Regions from separate parts of the Ovis aries genome. Here region 2 is linked to region 1. A link is a contact called in public Hi-C data. All regions are on one chromosome and are shown on one strand. The core of a region is the stretch at or near the end of the contact, and the rest is flanking DNA. Distances in the headings are between cores, read along the strand shown.

Region 1 (2,787 bases), core at 95-2,594:
TCTGACGTGCCTTTTGCACCCCTCCCATTAGGACAATCAGTCCCCTCCCATTTGGGAGTTCCCTTTTCTTTCTTTCTCTCCCTCAGCCCCTCCTGGCACCCAGCCACCTGCCCAGAGGTGCCCCCTCCTCTTCCCAGACCACCCCCCACTCCCGTGGCCAGCCCAGCTGGTTTTGTAAGATACTGGGTTGGTGCACAGTGATTTTTTTTTTTTTCCTTGTAATTTAAACAGGCCCAGCATTGTTGGTTCTATTTAATGGACACGAGATAATGTTAGAAGTTTTAAAGTGATTAAACGTGCAGACTATGCAAACCAAACCTGGTCTCCAGTGTGTGATATTCTTCCTAGGACTGTGCGGCTGCATCCAGGATGGGGCGGGGATGAAGGCTGGAGAGAGTTATGTGCCCACATGATGTCCTGCCTGCTCTAGCTGCCCAAAGGCAATCTCCCGAGGGGTTTAGGAGGGTGTGGAAGGGACAGTAGCTGGCAACAAGCCCCAGGGGTGGGACAGATGAGGCCCCAGAGTGGAAGCAGCTGAGCACTTACTTCCTCCGCCACAGGCCTCAGCTGCAGCTGGGTGGAGAGTGATGGCCAGGGGTCCAGTTGCTCAGGGTGTCCCTTGGCTGAAGCTGTAGGGCTGAGGCCTCTGGTGGGGCCTGACTGACAAGATAGGCTTTGCTGGGGAGAACCTGAGTCCCACACTGGAAGTGCCATACCCCCCACCCCACCCCTGACGCACACACTGGCCCAGGCCCCTCTCCTGCCCCAGGTCTCCCTTGGGACTAGAAACCCCTGCCTGTGGTGGGGAGAGGAGCCAGGCCAGTTCCACCAAGATCCATGCCTGAGAAGTAGGCCTCTCCTCGGGATATTTACTAGGAAATTTAATTCAAATAGAGGCTGGCGCCTGAGCCCTCCTTGGGGAGTCCTGTGGGGTGGGAAAGGCCTGGACTAGCCTTCCCCCGCCTCTTTGGGGCGTCCCTGGCCTGCTGCTCAAATTGTCCGCCTGCCCTTCCTTAGGTTCTGGGCCCCCGGGCCCTCCCGGCCACTGCAGAGCCACAGCCCTGCCCTGTGCGAGTGCTCCCCAAGCACCCTCGGCTGTTCCCCGGGGCGCTGTCTGGGCCCTGGGGAGCGCCGGGCACAAACTGCTCTCTTCTGGGCCATTCTTTCCCAGCCCCCTCCTCCCTTCCGTTTCCGCAGGCCCGTGTGGCCGGCAGCTGAGGCAGCGGCCGGCGCTGGGCAGGGGGGGCGGGCAGGCGTCGGGGCTCCCGCCCGCCCCTTCCCCTCGGCCGGCCCGCCCCGGGGCCTGGGCCAACTGAAACCACAGGAGGAGGAAGCGCGGAATCAGGAACTGGCCGGGGCGGTGTGGGGCCTGAGTGTAAGTCGGTCCTCGGAGGCCCAGGAGCAGCTGCCCGCATCGGTAATGCCTATACTGAGGCCCAGGAGGCAGCGGCCTACCTGGGAGGCGGTTGGGCAGGGGCCTGGCAGGCGATCAGAGAGAGGGACACGGGACAGGGTGGAGCAGGAGCTGTGGGAGGGTAGGGGCTGGGGGTGGGGGTGGCGGGTGGCCGCCTGGGGTGCCTGCAGGGGCAGCCTTGGCCCTGCCGAGGGCCCAATGCACATCTTGCACCTGCAGCGGGAGCTGGGTGGAAAGATCCAGGGAAGGAGACTGTGGGAGGTTTCTGTTCCAGGCCTGGGGAGGAGACCCCCGGCATCAGGCCTCCACCTGGGACGCGGGAAGCACCGACGGCTTTCCCAGGCCAGGCGGTGTTTCGTACCCATTGTTGCGTTCCAGGGGGGCAGGCGTCCACCTTCTGCCTGTCTGTGGCTCTTCAGCCTCTTGCCTCCCTGTCCCGCCCCTCCGTCCATCTCCAGCTACTCACTGTCAGTGGTGGCCTCTCCTCTCTCCGTCCTCAGAACGACACTATGGGCTTCTCTTCAGAGCTGTGCAGCCCCCAGGGCCACGGGGCCGTGCAGCAGATGCAGGAGGCCGAGCTCCGGCTGCTGGAGGGCATGAGGAAGTGGATGGCCCAGCGGGTCAAGAGTGACAGGGAATATGCCGGGCTGCTTCACCACATGTCGCTGCAGGACAGCGGGGGCCAGAGCCGGGGCATCGGCCCCCACAGCCCCATCAGTCAGGTGGGATTCTAGACTCCCCGCCTCTTCCCGCCCTCCACCAGCAAATTCCCGTAGGTGCCTGGGTAGGCCCGCCTGCCCCTTCCATTTTCCGGAGTCCCCCGCTGGGGAAGGCTGGAGATTTGGCAGGTCCACCTCAGAAGCTAAGTTCCCCATTGCCTGCCCCTCCCCACTGCAGTCCTGGACAGAGCTCACCAGCCAGACGGAGGGCCTGAGCCGGGTGCTGAGGCAGCACGCGGAGGACCTGAACTCAGGGCCCCTGAGCAAGCTGAGTCTGCTGATCCGGGAGCGCCAGCAAATGCGCAGAACCTACAATGAGCAGTGGCAGCAGCTACAGCAGGAGTTCACCAAGGTGTGTGGGCTTCTGCCCTCCCTGCCTACGTTCTGAGCCTCAGAGGGCTGGTTTTGCAAGGAACCCCTGGATTTCCTGAAGAAGTGGAAGTGTCTGACCACAGGCCTGCCCCCAGAGCCAGCTCCCCCTTCCTTCCCTCCTTCCCTCCGCAGCTAGGACTGGCCTTTGGCGGGGGGGGGGCTCCTCTGTTCTTTTTTCTGTCACCCTACTGTGTGCCAGGGCCGAGGAGCACTGGGAAGCACAAGGATGAGTGATCCAGCCATTGCCTGGGAGGAGCTCAGGACCAAGGAGTGCTGCCCATC
Region 2 (2,700 bases), core at 42-2,541, 500 kb before region 1:
AATATCTCAACTGCATTATTATATTTTAAAACACGATGTTTTAAAATGTTCATATTCTTAGATCCAGCCATGGCCCCTCAGGAATTTATTTTTTTAAATAACCATCTTTGCTAAATTTACTAAATATTTGCAAGGACACACAACCCTTTCTAATTGCAAAAAAAACTGACACCTTAAAATCCAGCAGCAGGAGAATGGCTAATTATGGCACATCCATACAGTAAAATGTACTAAAAACTACACTGATGATGGGGGTGGAGTGGGGGTAGGGGGATGTTACTGAGAAGGGGCCCAAAGGAGCTGGAAATGTTTTATGTCTTGATTTGGCAATGGTTGCATAAGAGCATACATATGAAATTTAAGATTGTGTGCTCTGATGTATGTATTTTTAAATATTAAAAAATTATGCTGACAATAATTATTAATCACTAATGATTTAAGATAATCCTCATAATATGAAAACTAATGAATAAAAACAAAACCAGCAAGATAAAAAAACCACAGACACGGTATGACCCCATTTCCTTTTTAAAATGAACACATACACAAGGAAAAAAAAAAAAAACCTGGATAGAAATTCTACAAAATGTTGAGAGCAGTTATTTAAAACAAAGACTAAAAGGCAATGAAGTATTTTTAAAAATCATCACTACAGCATAAAGACTCAGAAACACTCCCGGGAAAACTTTTTAAAAAGAAGAAAAAAGAAAAGCCAGTGGAAACACTAAAGCTCTCAAACTGTATTCACCAAATGGCTAGAAGAAACAGTTATATCACAATTCTTAACTTAGGGGGTGGGGGGGCAGGAAAACCGTTCCCAGACAATTTAAGCGTTGTCCCATTTGGGGCCAGACACGCCCCCTCAGAAGCTCAGTTTCCCCATTTTTAAAATGAGCTGCGCGGGATGTCGTCCACTGTGCCGTTCAGTCTAAAGCCTGTGCCCCTGGCAGGATGTACAAGGAGCTCGCCGCTAGAGAGAAGAGTTCAGGTCGGCTCCCTGAGCCCGGCCGGGCGTCTAAGCTCGGACAGCCCGGAGCCCGCAGGACACGAACACGGCCCCCGACGCCCCTCCCCCAGCAGGGCTGCCCGCCCTGGCTCCAGGCCCGTTATCCCCTGGCCTCGGGCTGCTCCCCCGGCCAGCGCGGCTCCGGCTCTCTGTCTCCGGGCTCACCTCTCCAGAGACCGGATGCCGCTTCCTCAGTCGCTCCACGCGCTAAAGCGCCACCGGGCACTGTCCGGCCCCTCCGGAGTCGCAGCGGCTCAAGCCCGAGGGGCACCGAGAACAATGGACGGGAGAGGCCCGCCCCCCCACCGCGCTCATTGGCCACCGAGAACGGTCCCTGGAAACTCTGCTTTCCCATTGGCGAATACGGACCCAGCCTGGCGGCGGGAGGGAGGCCGGGCCGAAGGCATTGTGGGAGATGTAGTCCTCACGAGCCGACTGCGACCTCGGGCCAGGGAGCAGAGTTTGGGGATTTGATAACCTGCGCAGGGTGCATGGAACCGAGGCGGGAAAATCCACCGACTGGCAGTCAGGGCCCCAGACCTGTGACTTGGGACAGATCACTCCACTTCTTTATGTCCTCCAAATAGTGGTCTATAAAAAGGGAAAGTTGGATGGAAGCTCCCTTTCAGCTGTAAACTGTGTGGCAGATAATTTTGTTAGGCCCTTCGACAGCCGAAAGCGGCCCCTGAATAGGAAAAGAATCTGCACAGAGAAGTCCCTTCCGGCCCAGCCTGGCGCCCCTCCCACAGCCGGCCCCCCGGCTCGCACCTGGCTTCTGGACACCCTTTTGTTTACGCACGTGGTGTTCCTGGGTCAGGAGGAGAGCTTTGTCCCGCCTCTTCTGCCGCGGACCTCCCATTCTTTCCTCCGTTTCCTCCTGTATGGAACCTGCCTCATCATACCGCCCTAGGCGGAGTCACCGCCCCCAGCACACCTGCTCCATGTCTCCTTGTTATTAATAGTTATCCCAGCCTTACTTATTATCAATCTCGGCACTGGGGGGCTGAGAGTGACAGATTGGCCTCTCTTGTGGGGTTTCAGTGGCTGGCACTGTCCACTAAAAAATTAGTCGCAACGTGAAAGTAGAGAATGTTTTGTTCAGTTGGGAATGTTCAGGACTCCAAGCCCAGGAGACAGTATCTCAGCCCTAAGAAATAGCTCCCAGGAGGCGGGAGAGGGAGTCAGGCTATATACAAGTTTGTAAGGAAGGGAGCAGGCAGTTTGCACAACAAAGATTATTGTTCAGGAGGAAAAACCAGATATCAAGTTAAGGAATTTAGTGCTCTTCTATGTATGGGAAGATGCAAGAGTTTGGGATTATTGAAGTCATTTTTTTCATATGCATCTCAGCTATCTGAGGCCAGCATCCTGCATTTTCCCTTAGGGCTCACCAGCTGACATTGGAGGGCTGGCTGCTGTCCATGGGGTCAAGAGCTGGACACGACAGAGCAACTAAGCACAGCACAGTCACTGATGACTGTAACTTCCTTAAGTTCCTCACGTAGGGAGTGGTGCTGCTTATTGGCATAGCTCAGAAATTCACGTCTGGAGAGAGAAAATCGCAGATAGCTATGACACTTCTTGCCCACCGATATGGCAAGAAATGTTTCATTTCACAGTACTTTTAAAGAAATGCCTGTCATATTAGTGTATGACAGCAGGTGGATAACTGCCTGGAAATTCAAGGGGGAAAT

The links. A called contact is a pair of places that touch in the nucleus more often than the background predicts.
Region 2: a Hi-C map of muscle shows a contact between it and region 1, with 3 times the contacts expected there. The contact joins the promoter of ZSCAN2 here to the promoter of FES in region 1. A contact is called at or near these places in 2 of 16 Hi-C or Micro-C datasets (muscle and tail adipose tissue).

The regions. Positions count from the first base shown.
Region 1 is chr18:21,091,368-21,094,154 of ARS-UI_Ramb_v3.0, reverse strand. It overlaps FES (FES proto-oncogene, tyrosine kinase), which reads left to right and starts at 1,344. Exons shown (of 19, transcript XM_027957083.2): 1 at 1,344-1,417; 2 at 1,915-2,136; 3 at 2,312-2,485. The coding sequence starts at 1,924. It overlaps LOC121817076 (a long non-coding RNA gene), which reads right to left and starts at 2,519. Exons shown (of 2, transcript XR_009597082.1): 1 at 1,881-2,519; 2 at 168-660. It also overlaps a transcript of FURIN not described here.
Region 2 is chr18:21,587,756-21,590,455 of ARS-UI_Ramb_v3.0, reverse strand. It overlaps ZSCAN2 (zinc finger and SCAN domain containing 2), which reads right to left and starts at 1,291. Exons shown (of 3, transcript XM_012098494.4): 1 at 1,172-1,291.